2 separate regions of the Drosophila melanogaster genome follow, and region 1 is linked to region 2. The links are chromatin contacts, called in public targeted proximity ligation maps. All regions are on one chromosome and are shown on one strand. The core of a region is the stretch at or near the end of the contact, and the rest is flanking DNA. Distances in the headings are between cores, read along the strand shown. Region 1 holds the start of Pdp1 (PAR-domain protein 1). Region 2 holds the start of CG32369.

Region 1 (6,546 bases), core at 416-2,915, 58 kb after region 2:
AATCCTTTTCATTATTATTATTTTTCAGGTTCATAATTTTTTAGCTTATGAACCAATATCTAAGATCTATGGACTTTCCCTGTCTGATTAAAACAAATGCAATATATTATTTACAAAATGCATTCTGTAAATATAGATAATTAAATCTAAAGTTTCTCACAAGTAAAAGGCTCGAGAACAAATGGAATCTTTATTATATGCATGGTCGTCTTTTCAAGCCCTCTAAAAATGAGCAATGGGATGGCAACTGTGTGACTGTGTGTCGTAAATGTTTATAATTAAAACTAGCCCCTGCCTACATCCACACCATAATCATCGTAATCACCATCCGCACAGCCACAACTCACTTTTTATGCGGCCCAACTATATCATGAGGGTAAATATTTATAGTCGCCTGGTAACCTCGTCTTTCCTTTCCTCCTGATAACGAAGCCGGCGACAACGATGACAGTGCAATTGATTGTGATTATGGAATGGCGACAACTGTCGACGACGACGTCGTCGTTTCTATTTCACCAATTCTGGACAGCAGTCCATCATGGCAACCCAAAACTGAGTACTGGATAGGGGGAAATGAGCTCAATCCAAGAATCCACGCTATTTTATCGAGCACCCCAACATTTGATTAGTCTGATATCAAAGGCCTCAAGTGCCGACGCAAGATCCAACGGGGTCAGTTTTGGGGCCTATGCATATCGATCGCAGGTGATCGGGTTGGTAAATACTAGTTTATCTCGGGGAAGTCGTTCGGTGGAGTGGCTAAGTGGTCGGAGGGGTGGGAACCTGATTGGGCTTGGGGGTTTCCTGGGCGGGGTCCACAATATATCAATTAGGCGGCATCTGGATTGTACTAATTAATGACGGCATGCTGTGTAAATTCCGAATTATTCATTGCTATTGAGTACGGCTGCACTGGGTATTTATAAATATATAAATTTTAAGACTAAAGCAAAAAAATTAAAAGTTTGTTTCAGCTTCTCTATCTTCAGATCCCCCAATTTAGTGTGTGAAAGTATGCTACAAAAATCCTTCGAAATCCTTTAGCCACTCCTAATTCAGGTACCTCTTAGTCTCGATCCACTGTACCTCGTGACGTTTCTATTGAAGGCCGAACACAATATACAAGCACTCTAATTTTGCGTGTGCGTACATAAGCTACTATTTGCTTAAGGCTCCGCCGCTAGGTAAATAAAAAATCACCATAGAAATGGAAATAGCAAAAAAAAATAGAAAATCAAAGAAACCAATTTGTAGCAATCTGAAGACAAAATCAAATAATTTGTCACATGGCGGGCTTAACCACGGCAAAATAGAAAACAAAAAAATAAATAAAACCGTGCAAAAGCTTACTATCACACGCCCCCACAATGCTCTCTTGAGCTCTTTCTCTTTTTCGCGCACAAAGTGTGAGTGAGAGGCAGAGCAAACAAAACCGATTCGCACTCTCGCCAATGCACGTGTTACCTTTGTTGGGGCTTTCGATGATTCGGTGAGAGGGGCAAGGGGGCAATGGACAGGTGCCTACGCTACCACTTACCTCGCACGGATAAGTCCATGATATTCTCCTTGGGCTCGCTCATTGCACACTCTGTGTCCTCCTATCGATTGCAAGTGTTTGAAAACCGATTACCGATACACACGGTCGCAGCAACAACGCGTAACTGAAACTATTTTCCAAAAGATTAAATCATTTCGATGGCGGCGCGGGGGAGCATTGGGACATAAATTGGAAATCAAAATAAGAGCAACTTCAAGTACTCATTCTCACTCTGCTCTCTCGCTCTCTCTTTTTGGTGCAGCCGGCAGAATGTAATCACGTGGTCTTTATCTTCACTGGAGCCATTCAGGGGGCCAGAGCGTGAGGGGGCTAGTTGCGGAGAAGCAGCGAGAGAGCCAAGCGGCATATGTCCATCTCGCTCGCTCGCATGGCCCTCTTATATAAGCCTTATGTAACGGAGAGTCGCAGGGGCATGCGCACATGGCAACAGTGGATCGTGGGGCCATAAAAATAGAAATCTATACTAAGTACCCACTACGAACGACTCTGACTAATCGCCGTATTTCTATTTTAGTAGCTAGGGGTCAGGTTGCAGAAGGATTCCATCAAATATTTTACGTCTATAAATAAATAAATATCATAAATCATTTAAATTATAAAATTATTTAAATATATTGATATGAATAAAAACACATTAAATGTGGTTCATAAAATATTTAATATTTTTACATTTAAAAATAGTTTTAGATGACTTCCAATTTTAGTTTAAATACTTAAATTCCTACTAGTAAAATGATATGACCTTAAGTTTTGGGTCATGCTTTTCGAAATCAGTAAGCTATGGAGTTCTTTGTCAAAAGGGGGTTATGTACAAATGTTCATCAAAGGGAATTAAAGCACTTCTGTTATGATAAAAGCTTGAAAATCCTTCCCCTAAGCTAGATAAACAGGGGCAAACATCAGCGCAGCGCAATCAAATTGATTGGCAAGCTGTCTCCCCAATATAGATACCACATAAGGTATGGGAATTAGGCCGGGGATTAGTCAGCGGAGGAACGAATGCTAATGCCTCCTTAGAAGGGGGAATGGTAAAACAATTTCCATTTCTCAACCGATATTATTAGTTTCGTTGAACAAAATTTGCACTGGAAAAAAACCCTTTTCTTACTCATGATAAAATATAAAAACTAATTAATTTTAAGACATTTGGAATAATATTTATAATGAATACTAAGATGCAATCTATTTAACTAAAAGAAGAACAAAAATAAACTTTATCTTTTTAATATACTTTTTCATATTTTCTTGTAAAATACAATCTACATTTTTCAAATTTCTTGGCGCGCCAAATCATTAACATTTCTACATTTGAAAACATGTTAACGAATTTAATGTATTTATAGACTTTTATTATTATAGACTCTTGTGCAGTTAACTAAGCTATTGACTAAATGCTATAAGCTAAAAAAAAAGTCTCTATAAAATCACTTAAATGTATACGTTCAAGACGTTTCTTTCATTTAATTTGTTAAATTTAGGTTTCACGATCTGATCTTATGACATAAAAACGATTGTTTAACAAAATGCTTAGCATACTTTTAAGCATATTTTTTTTACTGTTGTTGCACTGTTATTAAGAGAATAGCTAGCTGTTAAGACATTCTTTGCAGACTCTGTTTTATTCGGTTGCCTTGGTAACTTCTTCATTCATTTATTTCAGAGAGAACGAGCTTACTGTTAATAACATTAACATTAACATTGGAGATCGAAATAATAACCCAAGCAGGGTGACCCAAGCACAAACTGTCTGCGAATTTGGCGGTAACATACAGTTGGTCTTCCAGTTAGGTTTCCACCTCGGCCGGGAAAAGTCGCGTGAATTACGAGAAGCAGCAAACTGTTGTAAAGTTGAAAAACAAGCTATTTATTAGTAGAACATTATTCTTGAACATTTAATAACAACAGTTCGCACTAAAATTCAAACCCAACAACATTTCAACGAATCAATATTTCCCAATTTTTCTGGATTTTAGTACAGTAAAACTCATCAATTCGGGCGCAAACGAAAACTAGCTGCGGCTTTATGAATTTTGTTTGTGTTATGCGCGCGCGAATAAATCCCAGAAATTGATTTCCATTGAATTTCTATTAAATTGTATTGAAAAAAATCCTTCGAGTGTCAAAAACTAATTGATTTGTGCGTGAGTGTGTGAAAGTGAACTTATGGGTGCGTGAAAAAATGCAATAATCCAAAGGGAAATACCGCTAAAGAGGAAAACATCAACAATGCCAATTTAAAAGAGACCAACAAAAAAAAATAGCAGAGAAAGAGGCAGCACAAGGGAAAATTCAAATATATAAATAAAGAAATCCCGTTTTAGCCAATAGAAATGCACAAAACCACAACAAACATGCAGCAGACAACGGATCTTGACTTTGATTTCCAGATGCCGTGTCGCTATTTCAAAAGTTCTTTTGCGCGTTCGCTTTCGCTCAACAACAACAACAACAACAACAACAACAACAACAACAACAACAACAATGCCTTGACATTGCCCAAGAAGCCGCCAACAAACGAGGCCAAACTACAACAACAACAACAACAGCAGCAGCTGGAGAATCAGGAATCGCTAGAGAGAGACAACGAACAGGATTCCCCCTGCGCCACCCCGCCCCCCGCTCTGCCAGCACGACGTCACACCGCCAACATGATACACTTTGGCGCCTCTAATCAGCTGCTCACCGCCCAGCCGCCCCATCCCCCTCAGCATCCACAACCACCGGCACAATCCGCCAGGAATCTCAATCTCGTCTGGCCAATGCAACCGACACATCAGCCAACACAGCAGCAGGTTAGTACAGTAATCTTTGCGCCAAACGAGAATTCTCGGAATTTAAATTCCGCAGTAATGCCAACATTTAACGTTATGAGGAAATGCTTGGGCTACAAAAAAAATTAAGTACATATGTATATGCGTTAAGGGAAATTTATAGAAACAACGTGATTTTCAAATATTTTGTTAAAATTATTTACAAACAATATTAAAAACAGTTAATACTATGTACATATTTAATTAACAACTTTTTCTGAATTCAAGTTCACTTTTCTTTGACTTGGAATTCCCTGAAGTTCTGTTACGCGAGTGCCCACTGTATCACTTTATGCTTTCTTTGCTTGGAACGCGTCTCCGTCTCCCCTCTCACTCTGCCCCACATCCCCCGGCTCCCTTAAACTTTGCTATGTTGCCTTGGCATTAAAGAAAAAAGTTCAGTTTCCTTTTTGGAGCAACTGGATATTTATGTCACCTTGTTGTTTGTCACGTAGCCTTGACAGCCTCCCCTTAACAACCCCACTACCCCCTCTTCTGCCCACAAAAATCCTCGCCTCCTTTGGCGTCTTGCAGTTGTTGTTGTTATTATTGTTGTTGTTGCTGGCCATGATATGACAAAGTTTTTGTTTCACTGATTTTTTTAAGGTCAACTTGATTTATGTGCGAAAAGTGTCGTGTGTGGGTCGAAATTGGAGAGTAAACTTCACTTGGCATTGATAAGGGTGATAAGGGGGCATAGTTGGGGGTCTAAAGTGGTTGAAAGGCGTATATGTAACATTTATTAAGTGTCTCAATGAATTTGCCAGCAAACATCAAGTGGAATTGAAAGTTGCATCGGGGTAACTTAGCACAAAAAAAAAAAATGGGTAGTAAGCTGTAAATAAAAATGTTCTTGAAAATTTTCATCAAATTTAGTTCTCAATTAAGCTAACAAAAATGTAATAATAGGATTTACAGTGGCTTACACATCATAAATTAATGGAGCGTAATTTAAATATTGCGGGAACTTCAATAAATGCTAATAATTCATTCGATTTATTGAAAATATAAATTTATAAATAAATATAAATAAATTTATAAATAAATTTATAATTTATAAATAAATTCTTTCAATTAAATGAGCAATATAAATGTCAAACATGAATAATTGAATAAATATCAGTTCCAATACTTAAACAAGATATTGATATTTGAAGGTAGTGTAATATTTCAGAAATTACATATATTTTACATCAATATCATTTTTCTGCGTTATTAGATTAGAAACATAGATACAAATAATTTTTTTTGCTAATAACTTTCTTCCCCATGTTTCGTTTAACTGTTTAAAACATTTCCCAAGTTATTGCAACGAATTCTTTATATTTCCTCTGCCATAAAATCCGATGTTTCCACCTCCAATTTTCATTTCCTTTAATTTGAAGGCCTGTGCCGTCATCACACACCCCACCACCCCTCGCCGGCACCCACACCCTTTGACCTTATCGAACAATCACAATATTTCCTTAATTCGTTCTCTAGCAAATATGCCATAATCACCCACCGATTCCGCTGAAAACTCAAGCGTAAACATCGAAAGCAAAACTTTTGTTTAAAGAAAATGCCAGCAAGGTCTTGGCCTAAACAATAATTAGCCAAAGAATTACCGTGTGTTGTTTCAGCCCCCCTCCATATTTTTGTTATTTCGGGCCTAAAGCGTTCATTCGGTAGGGCGTTCGAAAAAGCGACTGTGTGCAAAGGTCAAGCTACAATTCAATGATCGGGTTTTGGTTTGGCGATTTCCCAGGCCAAAACGGGTGGACTTAATATCCGATTTTCGGTTTGAAATCGACAGTCATAGCAACAGACTTTCAACAAGTTGATGGCCTTTTGTCTTGGGCATGCAAAACTACTGGCAATCGGATATGCCCCCCCCCCCCCTCCCCAAAGCCCACCCATTGCCCCATTCCCAAGCCTCATTACGAAATGTCGCCAAGATTTTGCGGCTTTAATAGCTGCCGATAAAGCGTAATGAGAAAAAGTGGCAACAAAAGCTTGTTATTTTTATTTTATATATGCATACATATATATTTTCCTTTTTCTTTATGATTGTCACTTGATATCGTTGCCGGTTTCGTTGTTAGCTGCTTGCGGCCTCTTGGCCACACTTGAATGGCTCCGTTGTCGCATTATTTGAATTTTTCTAACGCAGCTGCTGCTGTTGCTGCTGCTGCTGTT
Region 2 (6,518 bases), core at 978-3,477:
TCTTTGATATTTGTTTTATTGGTTTCTCATTTGTCTTGCCGTTTTTTGCTTGGCTCACACGTTTTATGACATTGTATTCGAATGGACGACAATGACGACGGCGATAAACGCTGATATAAATAGCTCAAAATAACTACAAAAGAAACTGGGCTGAAGAATTTATTGAGGCAAGCCAATTAGCAACCAAAAATTTCTACATAGTTTGTGATTTTTCAGGTTTTCGGTTTTGATTTCACACCGATTACACAAGAACCCCCACATTCGCTGTGACTAATTGGCCCGGTCCCTTTGGGCCTTACATAAGTTCGGTGTAGTGTTTGACTTGGTTTATATAACAACGATCCAGCTGTTTGAAGTCTGGCTTCCTCGATATTCGACTCTGAGTCATGACGAACCTTTTTCGCCCGATGACGTATGCAAATAGGTTTTTCCTCTTTTCGAGCTAACCATATTTTTTCAGCATTTCCCCAACCCCTTTGGCGTTTTTCGTTTTGGGCCAAGTGGGCGAACTGTGTTGTTGCGGCTTGTTCATTGGCAGCAAACGTCGCATAATACTCGTAGTACATTGCGTGTCGTAACGCTAAACGTCAACCGAGTGAGAGGGGCATATGCGGTCGAGGGGGGGAGAGGGAAGGAGCCCAGTTTCTCGCTTTGGTAGCTGACGAATATTGGGTGGTGACCCCGACAAATTGGCGAATCTTTAGTAGATTATCGGGGATTGGAAACTGTTAACCAGAGAATTACGAAAGCGATGACAACGCGACAGATTCAAGGAAAATGAATGAAATGAAAATGAAAAAAACTGACGTTTTTTTTTACCAGTTATATTTTATATACTTTAACTTTGTATATAAAATTTGTGTCAACTATAATTTAACGAGGTTGAATTGTTTATTTTCTTAATTTTACTTCTTTTAAAATTCCCAAATCGTTCTTTCCACCATTTGTTTTTTGCTTATCTGAGCTAATTTATCGCGAAATCGTTAAGATATATATTTTTCCACGGAAGTTTTATCACACATTAAATATAAATGATTATCAAGTGCAGGCCGAATTCAATTGGCCACAGAACGTCAACAAAGCAGCGCGGAAAAAACGCTTAGTAATGCCTTTAAAAATATGGCAACACGTAAGAGCCGCCCCTGCAGTTTTCCCTCCGCTAGACTCAAGCAGTGCACTTTTTGTTTTCACAATCATTGCAGATAGCAAATGAAAAACTGTTTTCCCCGACAAAGAGCGAAAAACTAAGAGAGAGACTTGAATGTGCCAATCTTTGAAAACGCAACTTTGTCGAGCGTTCATTCACATTGAAAACAGAGGCATAGCATGTGGTTTGATGTCGTAACACACACAAAGAGAACCCGAAAGAGTGGCAAAGAGAGCGCAGAAATGGAATTACCTGTCGCTGTTGAACCGCGCCTCCTTGTTTTTCCCCAAAAAAGGGTAGGTTTTTCGCGGGGGGTGCGGCGTGTACTGTTGCTCAAGAATCACACACAGACACACACACTAACACACGAAATTCTCCCTCTTCTTCTTGCAATTTATTTAAAATTTTGTTGTTGTATTTAGTTGTATATATTTTTGTTTGCCAAAAATTTATAGCCACACGCGTGCGAAAAAATCGAATTGGGGAATCTATTCACTCGTGTTATGTGTTGTTTGATATTTATATATATTTTTTTTTTTGTTTTGTAAGAACTTGGAACGGCGCTTGTCCGTCGGCTTTACGTAACCCCGCCGCACACACGGGTTAACTTTTTTTCTTTCTTTCTCGTAAAGGGTGTGCGGCAATTTGGGGGGGGCTGCACTTGGACCCCCTTTTTATATTTTGTGACTAATTTATTTATTTCATTTATTCACACCGAGAAACACGCGAGCGAGCACCTTTATTTTATTTTATTTATTTCTTTGATTACGTTGGCGTTTGTTTTGTAATACGCTTACGTTACGCGACGAGACAGAAAGAGAGAGAGCGAACGCACTGGGCGAAAGAAATAGCGACAACAGCAGCAACGGCGGCAACGTGTTCGAGTGGCTCGGCGATGATTTGCTTATGGGGTGCGCTCCACTTTGTTGCTTTTTTATTTGCCTTTTTTATTATTCATACTTTTTTTTTGTATAATTTTTATTATTTTGCTTTTTGTATTTGTATTACGGCCTGGTTTTTTTTTTCAAACTCTCCCTGCTGTCTGAACTTGCCACGGCCGCTGTTCAACAGCGAATGACTGCTGTGAAAAGTCAGTCGTTGGCTTGGAGCGAAAAATTGGCGCTCTCTTTTGGGGTCGACTCTCTTACGCCTCCGTGGATGTGTCTGTTGCGTCATCGATGTCTGTGCCTTGAGCTCTCTTTGTTTAGCACTTCTCTCTCTGGCATTTTATTTTTTTTTTTAATTTTTGCCGGCAAACCGTCAACTGTCACAACAGGCGACGCCAAGAAAAATGATGGGGCAGCGGGGGCTGCGGTGGGTGATTTGCAAAACTATTGGGTTGGGGGATAGTGGGTGGTGTTGGGGGTGCTAGTTTGCCAGTGGGCGTCATTTATCGTATGATGCGCATTTCCGGCGCCACTCAACAGACTACAGCCATATAAACACCAAGCAAACATCAATAATCACAACAGATACGGTCGATTTTCTGTTACTTAAACTAAATTACATATATAAAATTTTGTAATTTTGTTTAATACGCAAATATAGTTTTTAGATTATGTAAAATAGAATAAAAGCTTACTCAAATAACTTATAAAATTAATAACGAAATTTGTATAACAAAATACACAATAGATTAAACTGTGAAAATATAAGTTGATTAATTCTCAGACATGTCATTACAAGATGTATTAATTTTATAATCCTTAAACAGGTTTTGAAGCTATAGATTTCCTATCCCGATAGAGCTCAGAGTTGTTAAAGTTCGTCTGTAATATCGAATATCTGCGTTTCGTAAGTGTTGTGTGGCTATTACATATTGTTTTGTCATTTAACGCAAATTACGTATACGACGCGTTGACCTCATTTGGGTTGATCAACAAATGCAGTTGTCGACAAACTTGGCTTATAACAACCGCGTATCGCTTCCCCTCCCCCTACTTCCCGTCTTTCTCTTTTGGCTCCGCTTGGCTTGTATTTCAAGCTCAAGTTCAACGTTGTCTGTTAGCGGTTGCCTGCATACTACCAGTTTTCATGCTGCTGCTGCTGCTGCTGCTGCTGCGTTTCCATTAACATTTTGAGTGGCCGTTGTTGTTAACTCATTTTTCGCTTTCGTAAGTCTTGGACAGTATAAAAATATGCGGGGCGGGCGAGTGGAGTCCGCTTATGTTTGAGCATTGCTCGCATTTATTGCAACATTTCCCCATAGGGAAGTAATCGAATTGCTTTGCCTCAGGTCTGGGTCTGGTTTAAGCCTGCATTCAAAAAAAAAACAAAGCTTGAAAGTTTACAGATTAAAACATATTAAAATTAACAAAATTTATTCTAATATATATTTTCAAATTTCTGAGTTGTAGAATCTCAATAATCTTTAATTGTTTAGCAATTAACGTTATTTTAGTAGTACCATATATTTTAATACCATGTACAATTATATAATTAAATTTTGACTGTGTACCGGTTATACAGCTCCCATTTCTCAAATAGTTGGCGCTGCTTTTGTTGTTCATCAACGGAAATTAGCTGCGAGTTTCATGTTTGAAATGTTTATTTTGTAAGCAATATATGAGGAAATTAGTTTCAGTTTTTTTTTTTTGCTTTATTATGTTTTTTGCATAATAGTGTATATCACCGATTTGGGCTTTGGTTCAGCTGAATTTGAAATAGGTGTGTGAAGCTGACAAACAAATTATTTATTTTTTTTCGTTGTTTTAGTGAATGTTAATTGAAGTCGGGCGAGTTTCGTTTGTTGCCAAGTGGAAGTGAGAATTTGTCTTATGATTGGAATCCATGGAAGTTTTTCCACAGATTAAATGTTGAATGGTATACATTGTTTTAGAATGCGCATTTTATCCGAACTTGAAGTTCGTCATTTCAGTTCTTGAGTTTCCGGCAGCTTTATTTAGCGACATGTCAACTGCACCCAACAGTTTTAACAGCTTATCTCATATCCAGTTACCATTTTCAGATCCTCTCTCCACTCACCAATTATGCAATCAACTTGACCTCCAGTTACTCAAAACTGTGTATTCCAGCTGCTTTGAAGGCCAACCACTCTGTTTTGACAATGCTGCCCCGAAGTTGGCTATTCGTTCAGAGGAAAAAACTCGCCTAATGGTATACCACAAAATCCACAGAAAAATGAAACAGTTTTTATCATTTTTTTTTTTGCATTTATCGTTTCAAAATTTGTATCTAAACCTTTATTGTTTGTTCTTTCTTGCAGTTTTCGTAAAACATAATTATTCGCCTTGCCTTAATCTCACTTCTTATCTCTTGAAGTTCCTACTAATTAAATTCAGTTTCTATTACGAAATTAAAGACCATAACAGAAGCATAACTTTCTCATTCGGTTAACAAAATCTACAAAAACTTATACAGAATGTTATGGAACTCAATATGAATTAAGTTGAGTGTAAAATAATTAACAAATGACTTGACATTAGGTAGTAAATTATAGCTAATCTGCAGCATCTCGAGCACTTCTGTTGGAGTTTCTTTAGGTTTTCTCTTTTGTTTTTTTTTTTTTAGATTTATTTTGGTTTTGTATATATATCTAGGTACATGTTAGTGTCCTTGCTTAGGCTTTCATCTTTACGTTTTAGCTTAAATTTGGTTTTCATTCGTATTCATTTTTTGTGTTTTGCATGCTGCCAACAACAATTAGGCTGAGTTTCTTGTGGATTTCTTTTTAGCATTGCTCTAATGCCTTAAGCTGATCTTTTACTAAGTGTTTTGAGTACCAAATGAAGTTATCTTGCCTTTTCTTAGGCTTTAAGTTATGCTTTGATCTAGCTTTCGTTTACGCCTCAACTTAAGCTATGGTAGCCTTGTGTTATTTATGAATTTACCTTCAGCTTTTTACGCTTTTCACATATAAAATTATTTGCATTTCGTTTCATTTTGCAAAATTCTCAAAATATAAGTAAAGGCTCTAAAACGCGTTAAGGTCTTTTTTTAGTTTTTGGTTTTATTTAATTAATTTAGCTTGATTTTTTGCAACAACTAACAATTTTTATTTTTTTTTGTTTTGTTTCATCGTTTTTATCTTACTACATTTAAATATTTTTATTTGTGGATTTTTTCGGGGGCTTTTTATTGATTTTAAAATTCAACAACATTTTCGTCTTTAATAATATGTAAGAATATATTTTTATGTATATATATGTATATAAGTTATGTATATGTGTATAATATTATGTATATATTAGCATTTAATATGTTTCGCATTGCCATTCGATTCGCGCCGCCACTTCCGTTTCCGCTACGTTCCCATTTTTTTTTTAAACTCTTACTCACTAAAAACACTCAGCTCTTGCCCGTTACTTACTTACTTAAGTTATCGCTTTGCTAATTTCTCGTTTTTGTTTGTTTTCTGCTTTGCACTGCAACAATTTGTGTCTTTAGTTACTATTTTTAACCCTGCCTAACGATCGCCATTCCTTGCCCGTTTGCTATGTAGTTGAGTGTACTATATGCATACAACTAATATCTGTATAAGATAGATATAAAAATCATCAACTACGAATTTATCTACAAAAGTTATTCGCTTGTTTGTTTATTTTTCCTTGCAGCATGCGTAATTCATTTAACTAATTCTTTGTTGTATATAATAAATATATATATATTAATGCTTATTGTATATTTAACATAATTTCGTTAGTTTTTCAATTTTTATAATTAAACGTTTCATACTTTTCAGTTTTATCGTCTTTTGTTGTTGCTACAAAGTCTACATTTTGTTACGGAACATTCTTATTCGAAAATCTGGGTTTTCTTTTTACTCAAACTGAAGAGAAAATATTCAAATGAAAATGTCTACACAAACTTGTTGCCTAAACTTTCAACAAATACTATTTGCCCTTGAAAAGTTTGCTTTCTTTTGGCCTGGCGAATTCCACGCCCGAAAGTAGACTACAGAATTCGCATCCTCCCCTTTTCGAATGCGTGAGTGTGTTTGTGGGTATGTCTGTGTGTGTCAGCCAAACTAATTTTCAAATATCTTAGTTCGGTTAAGAGTTTTTATTTTATTTTGTTTTTTTTTTCTTTATTCAACAATTCTCTACATAAACCAAAAAATTGTCTACAAAAATTCAACTACAAACTACGGAAAACAATAGTTGTTAAAAATATACAAAACTACGCTTAACCAAAGTTGTGTAAGGGGAGGTCTACTGCTCGTTCAATTGATGGCCAGGCAAATGAATTAGTTTTTCACCTCTACGCGCAATTTATATTACTTAAGTATAAATATTTTTATATAAATATAACATGATTTTTGTTTTACTTCTGGTTTGTTGTACAAATATGTAGCAATTGCTTGAATCTGCTTAGTCGTATAGTCCGCTATTTGAGTTATCCATAGGTGTTA

The links.
Region 1: a targeted proximity ligation map of the Kc167 cell line shows a contact between it and region 2, with 4 times the contacts expected there. A contact is called at or near these places in 22 of 107 Hi-C or Micro-C datasets (the Clone 8 cell line, the D17-c3 cell line, the Kc167 cell line and 10 more) and 5 of 7 datasets of targeted methods (the Kc167 cell line and the S2 cell line).

What each region holds. Positions count from the first base shown.
Region 1 is chr3L:7,865,704-7,872,249 of dm6, forward strand. Pdp1 (PAR-domain protein 1) reads right to left here and starts at 1,666. Exons shown (of 5, transcript NM_168233.3): 1 at 1,538-1,666. The coding sequence starts at 1,580. CG32365 reads left to right here and starts at 3,339. Exons shown (of 5, transcript NM_168240.2): 1 at 3,339-3,400; 2 at 3,880-4,350. The coding sequence starts at 3,889.
Region 2 is chr3L:7,807,598-7,814,115 of dm6, forward strand. It overlaps CG32369, which reads right to left and starts at 2,228. Exons shown (of 7, transcript NM_001259731.3): 1 at 1,400-2,228. It also overlaps a transcript of Pdp1 not described here.